3 separate regions of the Sus scrofa genome follow, and regions 2 and 3 are each linked to region 1. The links are chromatin contacts, called in public HiChIP or PLAC-seq maps. All regions are on one chromosome and are shown on one strand. Each heading gives the region's core, a stretch centred on a gene start, on an enhancer-like site or on the middle of the called end of the contact. The rest is flanking DNA. Distances are from core to core; before and after follow the strand shown.

What was found. HiChIP or PLAC-seq counts read pairs in DNA pulled down with a chosen protein or histone mark.
Region 2: a contact with region 1 is called in an H3K27ac HiChIP or PLAC-seq map of alveolar macrophages. The contact joins two enhancer-like sites.
Region 3: an H3K27ac HiChIP or PLAC-seq map of alveolar macrophages shows a contact between it and region 1. The contact joins two enhancer-like sites. A contact is called at or near these places in 1 of 47 Hi-C or Micro-C datasets (liver) and 1 of 2 datasets of contacts at active chromatin or transcription factors (alveolar macrophages).

Annotation. Positions count from the first base shown.
Region 1 is chr14:28,568,924-28,572,502 of Sscrofa11.1, forward strand. No RefSeq gene overlaps it. Among named protein-coding and RNA genes, the nearest start is that of NCOR2, 72 kb to the right of the region's middle. Within about 2 kb of position 1,603, at least 9 of the 83 cell types and tissues checked have an H3K27ac peak or open chromatin away from gene starts, as enhancers often do. A contact at or near this core is called in alveolar macrophages, where this site is marked.
Region 2 is chr14:28,746,001-28,749,579 of Sscrofa11.1, forward strand. NCOR2 (nuclear receptor corepressor 2) reads left to right here. Exons shown (of 49, transcript NM_001044576.1): 17 at 1,327-1,499. Among named protein-coding and RNA genes, the nearest start is that of RFLNA, 93 kb to the right of the region's middle. Within about 2 kb of position 1,696, at least 4 of the 83 cell types and tissues checked have an H3K27ac peak or open chromatin away from gene starts, as enhancers often do. A contact at or near this core is called in alveolar macrophages, where this site is marked.
Region 3 is chr14:28,713,146-28,716,724 of Sscrofa11.1, forward strand. The region is part of intron 10 of NCOR2 (nuclear receptor corepressor 2); the gene reads left to right. Among named protein-coding and RNA genes, the nearest start is that of NCOR2, 72 kb to the left of the region's middle. Within about 2 kb of position 1,661, at least 2 of the 83 cell types and tissues checked have an H3K27ac peak or open chromatin away from gene starts, as enhancers often do. A contact at or near this core is called in alveolar macrophages, where this site is marked.

The DNA of each region.
Region 1 (3,579 bases), core at 353-2,852:
CAGCTGCTGGCCCACACCACAGACACAGTAATGTGGTATCTGAGCCACATCTGCGACCTACACCACAACTCAAGGGAACGCCAGATCCTTAACCCACTGAGCAAGGTCAGGGACCGAACCCGCAACCTCATGGATCCTGGTTGGGTTCATTAACAGCTGAGCCAAGAAGGGAACTCCCCTTCTTTCTTTCCTTCTCCCTTCCCTCCTTCTTTCCTTTCCTCTTTCTTTCACCAATAATCGGATTCTAAGGGCCCTCTGCTATTAGTTCCGCAATGATAGGCACTGCTAACCTGTGTACTGTACTTCACAGCTTGTCGCACCTCTATTTGATGCTTCTCATTTGACTTACCTGCCCAGGAGGCCTCCATCTTACTCAAGAGGGAACTGTTTCGCCGAGAGGCAAAGCACTTTGCTCAAAGTCACACAGCAAGCCCGTGGAAGGCCTTTCTGACTCTGGTCCACATCATCCTCCTGCCTCCCTCCTGCCCTTCCTCCAGGGCCTCCCTCCTGCCCTGGGCGCCTGTCTCTCTTGCAAGGGGTTGGCAGCTCCCTCAGGGTTTGCGATGAAGAATGTGGCTTCACAAGCTGTGTGACTCTGGGCAAATCTCTTACCTTCTCCAGACCTCCATAATATAAAATAGGGTTGACTCATCCAATCTTACAGGGCTGTCCTGAAGATTCATGTGAGCAAATGGGAAGTGCCCAATAGTGGCTAATGTCACATGGCAAGGCCTGAGAGGTAGGCTGTGTGTGTGTGTGTGTGTGTGTGTGTCCTTTTAGGGCCATATCTGAGGCATATGGAAGTTCCCAGACTAGGAGTCAAATGGGAGTTGCAGCTGCCGGCCTACATCAGAGCCACAGCTACACCGGATCCAAGCTGTCTCTGCGACCTATGCCCCAGCTCACAGCAATGCCAGACCCTTAACCCACTGAGCAAGGCCAGGGAAGGAACCCATATCCTCAGGGATACTAGTTGGGTTCTCAGCCTGCTGAGCCACAACGGGAACTCCTAGGTGGCATTTTTAACCTTATCCATCCTCGTGCTTTCTCTACTTTTAGCACAGGGGTCCAGAAGGGACCACCCAAATGTCCTCACGTTGTCACTTCTTGGCTGCCAGTATTGGAAAACCCAATTCAAATGGACTTCATTAGTAAGAAAACGTTAGTAAGAAAATGACAACGAGCTTAGCTAGCTCCGATTTGACCCCTAGCCTCGGAACCTCCATATTCCGTGGGTGTGGCCTTTTTTAAAAAGACAAAAGAAGAAAACAAAAACAAACAAACAAAAAGAAAATGGCAAGAAGTCTGGGCCTGTACAGCAGAAATTGACACAACATCGTAAATCAATGATACTTTAATTTAAAAAATTAAAAAAAAAAAAGTTTGGAGCCCCAAAGGTGCCAGGCACAGTGACCAGACTCTGGCTGCAGCCACTGGAGGCTGGGGGTCAGGGATTCTCCTTGGGCCAGATGGTCGTCCCAGATCTGGGTACTGCACCCAGACATGACAAAGCCATTTTTCCCAGGAGGCCTTAGGAAGTGTCCCTCACGTGTCGTTGGCCACAATGAAGGTGACTAGTCTTTCCCTCTGGATCTGACTCAGTCACTAGAAAGGGGTTTTCCTGTGTGGTAAATGTAGCCTCCGGAATGGAAGGGGTGCTGGGCAGCTCTGTCAGCGGGCACACTTCCAGCTGCAAGTAACAACCTTTCTAGCCAGAATTTTCCACCCAGAGGATTGAGTCTAATCTCACAAAAACAAAGGTCTAGATAAGCAGCCGCAGGATTGGTTTCTCAGTGATATCAGCAAGGACTGTCCCCCTCCATGTGGTAGCCACATTCCATCAGGATCATGCTGAGGCGTGGAAGCGTGTGTGCACCCCAGGCATTGCTCTGCAGGTGCCATCTCTGTGCCTCTTGAGCCTCTGCCCACAGCCACTGGTCTCCACACAATCATGTCCAGGGATTGAAAAGGTACCAGGTCTCAGTCTTTCATCAGGGAGAGAAAACCTTCCCCAGACTTCCCTCAGGTCCACCAGCCAACACGGGGTCTCTCCAGGCAAGAACAGGTGCCTCGGGCCAGTCTCCTCAGAAGCAGACTCTGAGATGAAAATGTCTGAACCAGTGACTTGTTGTTAAGGATGTGCTCCCAGGACAAGTTGGAAGGGAGTGAGGAAGCAGACAGGAAGGGGGGACGAAATCAGGGCAAAGGGCAGTTTTAGGTGATGTCTTGGCCTCAACTTGGTCCCAGGGGCAGCTTGGGGCACAGGACGGCCACAGAGCTGGTCCTGCCTTGAGGCGGGGGCTGGGCTTTCGTTCCCTCCTTCAGCCAGTACAGCCAGATGGCCATGCCAGGGGACATGAGCCCCAGCCTGGGCGGCACTAAGTCAGCCCTTTGAGGAAGGTCAGAGGGGGCCAGCCATCAGCAGTCAAGTTCACAGAACCTAGGAGAGGAGGCACAGATTCTGCGGGACTCCTCCTGGGGACTCACGGCAGGGCATGACAGGGCTCCTTGCACGGGGGAAGGAAGGAGCTGGAATGTCCAGCCTCCCCCACCAAGAACAAGTCAGGGTGGAGTTCCCTTTAAGAAGAACCCAGCTAGGATCCATGATCCATGAGGATGCGTGTTCCATCCCTGGCCTTGCTCAGTGAGTTAAGGATCTTGTGTTGCTGTGAGCTGTGGTGTAGGTCACAGACACAGCTCAGATATAGTGTTGCTCTGGCTGTGGTGTAGCCTAGTTGTAACTCTGATTCCACCCCTAGCCTGGGAAACTCCATATGCCGCAGGTGCAGCCCTAAAAAGACAAAAAATAAACAATTAAATTAAACTAAATTAAAAAAAATTTTTTAAATCAAAGAAATTTAAAAAGACCAAGTGGGGGGAGAATGGTTTCCCATTGGGTGGGCAAATGATAACATCGCCACAGGATCAAACCACCAGGTCGCCCACCACCTGCCCATGGTTGACCCAATATGGCCAGGCCAAGGGGAAGCTGAGCCCCTCTCCCCACCCTTCCCATCCTCTGGGGGACTCCCTGGGACCCCCTCTGACCACTCAGTGCCCTCATCCAGCCCTGGAGCCAGCAACGCTCAAGATGCGGGAGTTCCCATTGTCGCTCAGCGGTTAACCAACCCGACTGGTATCCTTGGGGATGCAGGTTCGATCCCTGGCCTCACTCAGTGGGTTGGGAATCCAGCATTGCTGTGAGCTGTGGTGTAGGTCACAGACATGGCTCAGATCCTGCGTTGCTGTGGCTCTGGTGCAGGCTGGCGGCTACAGCACTGATTGAACCCCTAGCCTGGGAACCTCCATATGCTGCGGGTGTGGCCCGAAAAAAAAAAAAAAAACCTCAAGACGTGCCCGCCAAAAGGGGAAGTTCTGTCAACTCCACATCACAAAAATGTCCAAGAAGAACCAGCACATCAGGGAAGTGGGGTGGAAATTCCCTTGATTTCTATCTTCTCCCGGCACCCAGGGGAAAAAAAAAAAAGCAAGGTTACAAATGGATAACTGGCTGCGGTCTATTAGTTCTCTCTAATTCCTCGCACAGAGTAATAAAGGGAGAGGTTATTAACACGAGGT
Region 2 (3,579 bases), core at 446-2,945, 180 kb after region 1:
TTGGCCGAGTCTCCCCGGAGATGCTGGGGGTGGGGGAGGGGAGGGGGAATCAGAGGAGCTCCCTGCTCAGGGAAGAACTAGGTAAGCAGGTGGGCGGCAGCCCTGGCCTTTAGAATTATCGCTGTCAGTGTGAGTTCTTGCAGATCAAGGCACAGCCTCGCCTCGGGGGCCCCGCCAGCCTCCCGTGCCTGCCAGGGGCAGCGGGAGCACCACCAGCTGGAGAGTCACTCCCAGAAAGGGGGGCGGGGGTGGCGGCGGGCATCACTCAGCGCCAGGTACCTGGAGTGGGCTCAGGAATGTGGTTTCAGAGAACATCTGGCTTCGTTACCCCGTCTCCCAGACGCTCCTGCGAGGGCCTTCAGGAAGATGAATGGGCGGCGGAGGTGATAAATCTGAGCGGCCCCACAGTAAACTCTCCCGAGGCGGCTTCTGAGAAGGTCCCAGCCCCAGTTACCGCGGTCACATGCCTCCCCACACAACCGGGCTCAGCCGCTTCCACTGGCAGGGAACTCTCATCTTGCGCTTTCTGCAGGACGCAGTGGCCGGTGATGATGCTGAAAGCCAAGACTGAGTTGTTTCTAGGGCCCCGTTGGGGACAGCTCCTCTCTGAGGGAGTAAGTAAAGTGCCTGAGGACTGTGCCAGCCTGCACCCTCGTGCAGTTACTCCAGTAGTCACAGTGGAGAGCATCTGTTTAGTGGATGAAATGGTCTTGCAGATAGCCAGCAGCCCACATCCCTGTTAGAAGAATAAAGTAGACTTTAAATACCCGCTCACACCTCCCTTTTGTTAAATAAGATGGCACTGTAGATGCCTACCTGCAGTACTCCCGCATCTGGTAAGTAAAGAAGGTTTGCAGATTGCTACCAGCCGGCCCTCGCCCTGAGCTTTTCCCCTTCTTCATTATTATTATTATTATTATTATTATTGTCTTTTTAGGGCTGTACCTGCGACATATGGCAGTTCAGGCTAGGGATCGAATCAGAGCTATAGCTGCCAGCCTATACCACAGCCACAGCAATGCCAGATCCAAGCCACATCTGCAACTTACGCCACAGCTCACAGCAACACCAGATCCTTAACCCACTGAGGGAGGCCAGGGATCAAACCCGCATCCTCGTGGATACTAGTCGAGTTCATTAACACTGGGTCACAACGGGAGAGATCTCCATTTAAAAAATCCCACCCCACCCCCCACTTTTCTACTGATGAGTACAAAAGTGCTGGCAGCCAGCCCTCATCTTGCCCAGAAAAAGGGTCTCTTGAAACTGCCATCCAGGTTCCTGGCTCAGGTGAAACCATCCCTATCTCTTCTCTCTGGCCTTTAGGGAGAAGGCAGACGACACCTCTGGGGAAGACAATGATGAGAAGGAGGCAGTGGCCTCCAAAGGCCGCAAAACTGCCAACAGCCAGGGGAGACGCAAAGGCCGCATCACCCGTTCCATGGCCAACGAGGCCAACAGCGAGGAGACCGTCACCCCACAGCAGAGTGCCGAGCTGGGTGAGTCTTCGGCCAGGGAAAGGGTGCCACAGGTATAGCGGGCTCAGGACCCCAGCTTTAGCTGCAAACTTGCTGTGTGGCCTGGGGCGAGTTCCTTAACCTGCCTGTGCCTCAGTGTCATCATCTGCACCGTGGTTGCCTGCAGTGCCTGTAACCATGGGGTGAGTCTCTCAGTGACTTTGTGTGTGGGAAGAGCCTAGAACCTGAGTCATGGCAAAGGCTCTTCAGCTGTCGGTTGTGATTATCCTGGAACCACAGAGTTCACATAAGAATCCAGATCACCAGAGTTCCCACTGTGGCTCAGTGGGTTGAGAATCCGACTGTAGCAGTGGGTTTGATCCCTGGCCTGACCCAGTGGGTGAAGAATCGAGCATTGCTACAGCTGCGTTGTCGGTTGCAGCTGGGGCTCAGATTCAATCCTTGACCTGGGAACTTCTATATGCCGTGGGAGTGGCCATTAAAAAAAAAATTAGATGATCATTTTGGTTTTGTTTTTAAATCAGAAGATCTGGCCACGCTTGGCCGACATTTGTGCCAGGTAGTAGTTGTTGGAGCTGAGTAGCCCCCACCCGCTTTCCAAAGGGCCAGGGCCAACACTTGCTTTTCCTGGCTTGCCCCCTCAGCCCTGGTAGGCGCCTGGTTTGTACCTTCACTTCTGTGGGCCTCTCTTTCTCCCTCTGCCCGGCAGATGCCCACCCCCAGGTACTCTGAGCCTCAAGTCCTGCCTCCAAGGGGAAAAGAAGACAAGAATTGAGTAGCATTTCCCAAGTTCGGCCACAGGGGGGCAGCTGGTGTGTGTGTCGTCTACTATTTTGGCTGTTTGGGGCCTGCCCTCCTGTGTCCACAGGAACCCCCACCCGGGTCCTAGGTGCTCCTGCTGAGGCCCCAGCCACCTGGATGCCTTCCCTGGGTGGGAATTGATGGAGGTGACGTTTCGTGCCCCTCCCCCACACCCAGCTTTGTTCTGGGTACCTGGCCCTTCTTGCTGCGGGAGAGCATTGTATTCATTTCACAGATGGGCTGTTTGAGACTTTGAGAAGGGACTTAGCCTCCCTACAGTCACGGAGCCAGTTGGGATTCAAACCCAGCCGGTTGGCCACAAACCCTGTGTGGCTCCTGTAGGCTTTTGCTGGCTGCCCCTTGGTGCCAGCGTGCCTAGAGGCGCAGGGCAGGAGGGTTCCTTTCAGAAGTACGCTGGTGCACTTGACTTCTGGGAAAGTTCTTCTGGACCCCATGCCAACATTGGGGTTAGATAGTGGGGTGAAAAACACAACCCCGGACCCTCTGATGGGCATTCTCCCCCCGCCCCCCGCCCCGCCTCCTTGGCTCAGACTTCCATAGCTTTCCTCTGCGGCTCCTGTGAGAGGGAGGGAAAGTGAGGATGGGGGCCTTCTCCCCCTCCTGAGCTGCTCCTCACACTCCCTCCTGCCTGCCAGAGCTCTCCTCCCATGGTCAGTGGCCTTTACCAAGCGCATGCTCTGTGCCTGGCACTGTTCCAGGGACTGAGTCCCTGAAGCTGCCATCTCTCATGCTCACCGTGCCCCCCCCACCACACAACATCTTATATGACTTGGCTCTCCTGGGCTCACACGTAGGGAAACTCAGAGAAGAAGCTCAAAAGCAGCCACAGCAACAGTCATGTAAATCAACTATGCTTCAGTAAAACTTTTAAAAATTTTTAAAAAATGGAGTTCCCGTTGTGGCTCAACAGTAATGAACCCGACTAGTATCCATGAGGATGTGGGTTCCATCCCTGGCCTCGCTCAGTGGGTTGGGGATCCAGTGTTGCCGTGAGCTGTGGTGTAGGTTGAAGATGAGGCTCAGGTATGGTGTTGCTGTGGCTGTGGCTGTGGTGTAGGCTGGCAGCTGTAGTTCCGATTTGACCCCTAGCCTGGGAACCTCCATATGCCACAGATGTGGCCCTGAAAAGCAAAAAGTAAAAAATTAAAACGACAACAACAAAACAGCCACAGCAGACACGTAGCTAACTCCCCCTGACTCCAAGGCAGCAGTGCCCCTTCTCCAGAGCATGAGCAGCCTCACACCTGCACTGAATGGGGTGGGGGCCAGAGTATGGTAT
Region 3 (3,579 bases), core at 411-2,910, 140 kb after region 1:
GTGCTCAGAGGCATCTGGCTGGGTAGACAGGGTTCCTGAAACGGGACATCCCATCTTATTCATCGAATTAAGAAATATTTACTGAGCCCCTGCTGTGGGCCTGGTGCAGTGCTGAGCTGTGTTCAGCTGTGATAAGTGCTGTGCAGAGGGTTGGGGTTGGGGTCGGAACAGCTGGATGGGAGTGACCAGAAAGGACCATCTGGAGGTCTGAATATCAAGGAGAGGGCAGTGCATGTGCAAAGGCCCTGAGGCAGGAACCAGCCTGGAGTAACACGGGACAGAATATGGCAGGCACATCTGAAGTCAGGGCAGGAGTGAAGGGATTGTGCTTGAAAATCCTGGGAGCCAGGTCACTTAGAAACGTTTGCTCTCAGCTAGGATGGAACTCCTAGATTTTATTCTAAATACAATGGGACACTTAATTTATTCTTATAAATGTATTCTCAATGAGGAATACAAAGTCTTTAATAGAAGAATTCTTAGTTATCCAGAAAATTTGACAGTCAGTCAGGAAATTGGACAGCAGAATACAATGAATGTGTATATGTGCCATGATCTAGAATCCATCATGGTTGACATTTCTTTATATTAGCTCTGTGTGTGTGTGTGTACGCATGGGTGTGTGAATGTTTTTGTGTTGAACCGTTAGAAAGGAGGTGCAGACACCCAGACCTTCACCCCACTGCTTCCCTGTCTCTCCTGGAGCAAGGAACTTCTCTCATTATCACACCCCAAATTCCAGTCTTTCCACAGAGGTTCTGCCTGGGCCTGGGGCTCCTCTGGGGTGGGAGGAAGGCCATGCAATTTACATTTTACAAGGGATTTACATTTTACAAGGGTCCTGGCAGCTGGTGGGCTGGTGGAGTTGGGTAGGCGAGTTCTTAAGAAGTCTCCCACTGCCCCTTGGGGGTCCCTCGAGGGGGTGGAGGGGGAATGGGCTTACGTAAAGATAGAGGAACTGGAGTCTTCTAAGAAATTCTGGGTGGCTTTGTGGCCAACTTGAGCCTACCTTAAGAGAGGCCCTTGTGAAAATGAGTTTGGAAACCGCAGAAGCTGAGACAGGAGGTATCTGGAATGATGTTGTCCTTGTTCTTATATAATAAGCCTGAAGCCCCATGCATCGTGTCAGCCAGGACCGGGTGGGGGCTTGATCAAGACGGCCCCCTTAGCTCAGCATGCCCCCTGCCCCCACCGTGAGTCTGCTTGGCTCACTCCTTCGAGGTTCCTAGGACCTTGAGTAAGCTGCCCACGCTCTCCCCGCACGCCTGCTCTGCCCACAGAGCTGAGGCTCTTCCCCCAGAGGGGTGCTCAACCTCTGCCAGTGCTGCCTGTCTTTCCCTGAGAAACTGAGCTCACTCCCTGCCCCCTACTCCTGGAAGCCAGATTGTGTGTGTGTGTGTGTTGGTGGGGGTGGGGGTACTAGGCTGAGTCACAGATGAACAAGTTCAAACCCCACCCATCATACCCGCTGTGTGTCATCTTGGGAGAGCTGTCTTACCCCAAGCCTCGATTATCCTCATCTGTGAAATGGGGTCATGGCGAGGCTGCAGGAAGGGTGAGTGCAGTGCCTGGCACAGGGAGCCTGTGTGATTGATGGTGGCCTTGCAGGATGGATCAGTCAGGGGCTGAGCTCAGCGTGGACGGTGGATGTATTCATTTCCTGAAACTGCTGCAACAAATGACCACAAACTCGGTGCCTTCAAACATCAGAAACTCATCCTCTCTCACTATTCTGGAGGCCAGAAGTTCATGATCAAGATGTGGGCGGGGCTGCGCTCTCTCCAGAGGCTTCCTGCCTCTCTCTTCGAGCTCCTGGCGGCTCCAGGCGGTTCTTAGCTAAGGCCTCATGACTCCCTTCTCTGCCTCCATCACCACCTGGCCTCTCCCCTCTCTTCCCTCACATGGACGTCTGTCATTGGATCTAGAGGTCACCCTAATCCAGGATGACCTCATCTCAAGACGCTTAACTTTATTGCACTGAAAACACCTTTTGTTCAAAAAAGGTCACATTTATAGATTCTTGGGGTTAGGATGTGGAGACATCTTTTGAGGGGAGGGTCACGATCGAACCCACTAGAGTGGATATTGGCGTGTTTTCAGCATAATCTGCTTTTTTTCTTTCTCCTGTCCCCTCTGTCCTTTTTATCAATTTCTTTTTTAGAGACAGCTAAGGGTTTGCTCACTCCTCTCATATCCCCCACACCTCTGAGCTTCTTATTTTTCGTCCTCACACACAGAGTAGAGTTGTACCCCAGCTTCCAGAATTAGAACAAATAATAACTCAAAATAAATCAAAGGCCCCAAAGCAAGAGCTAAAGCCATACAGTTCCTAGAAAAAAAACCCATACAGGTGAATCTTTAGGACCTTGGATTTGGCAGTGGATCTTGGGTGTGACACCAAAAGCATGAGCAGCAGGAGAAAAAGTAGACACCCTAGACTTTATGAGAATAACCATCAGGATCTTGACCTCCTTGTCGCTGACTGCATGACCTCAGGCGACAGGCTGTTGGCCCTAAGCTCTGAGCTCCCGCCTGTACAAAGGGGATGGTAGTCATAGCTTTTTGGGGTTTGGGACAGTGAGTCCGCTGGAAGGAATCGGTTTTCTGCCAGGCATGTGACGTGGTCGTGCTTAGCCAGCGTCAGCCGTGGTATGATGGTGGTGATGGTGAAGAAGAACGGGACGATGCTTTGATGATGGTGGTGATGACAGCGATGATGAAGAAGAAGATGAGGAGAGTGATGATGGTGGGGATGGTGAGGAATTCCCACCGAGGAGTTCCTGGCATGGCGCAGCGGAAACGAATCCAACTAGGAACCATGAGGTTGCGGGTTCGATCCCTGGCCTCGCTCAGTGGGTTAAGGATCTGGCGTTGCTATGGCTGTGGTGTAGGCCAGCAGCGGTAGCTCCCATTTGACCCCTGGCCTGGGAGCTTCCATATGCTGCGAGTGCAGCCCTAAAAAGCAAAAAAAAAAAACTCACTGAGAGTGAGCAAGAGGCTGAGGGTGACTTGTCGTCACAACACACACAGACTGTGGTCTTAGGGGCCCATGCTCCTTTTCCTCTCAGGTTCTTGCTCCCAGCATCCCACAGACTTGCTTGGTGGTATTTCAGCCTCTGAAGTGTGAGTGTGAGAATGTACGTGTGTGAGTTTATGAGTGTGTATTGTGAATCTGAGAATATTAGTGTGTGTATTTGGCATGTGAGTGCATGTGTGTGTAAGGGAGTATGTGTGAACGTGTACACATGTTTATGTGTGTATGTGTATAAGTGCATGCGTGTATGTGAGTGTGTGATCTGCTTCCTCCCCTGGCCAGTGGGGCCACCCATGCGCCTGTGTGTTTGTGTGTCAGTGTGAGTGTGTATGCGTAAGGGGGTACGTGTGTATGTGCACATGTGTATGTGTGAGGATGTGTCTGTATGTATGTGTGTATGTGTAAGTGCACGTGCGTGTGTCTGATTGTGCAGTCTGCTTTCTCTCCTGTCCAGCGGGGCTGCCCGTGTGGAACCCCCCTGATCAGGGTCAGTGCTGCCCCAGGAAGGGCCAAAGCCACTGCTGTGCACTGTCCCGAGGAGCCCA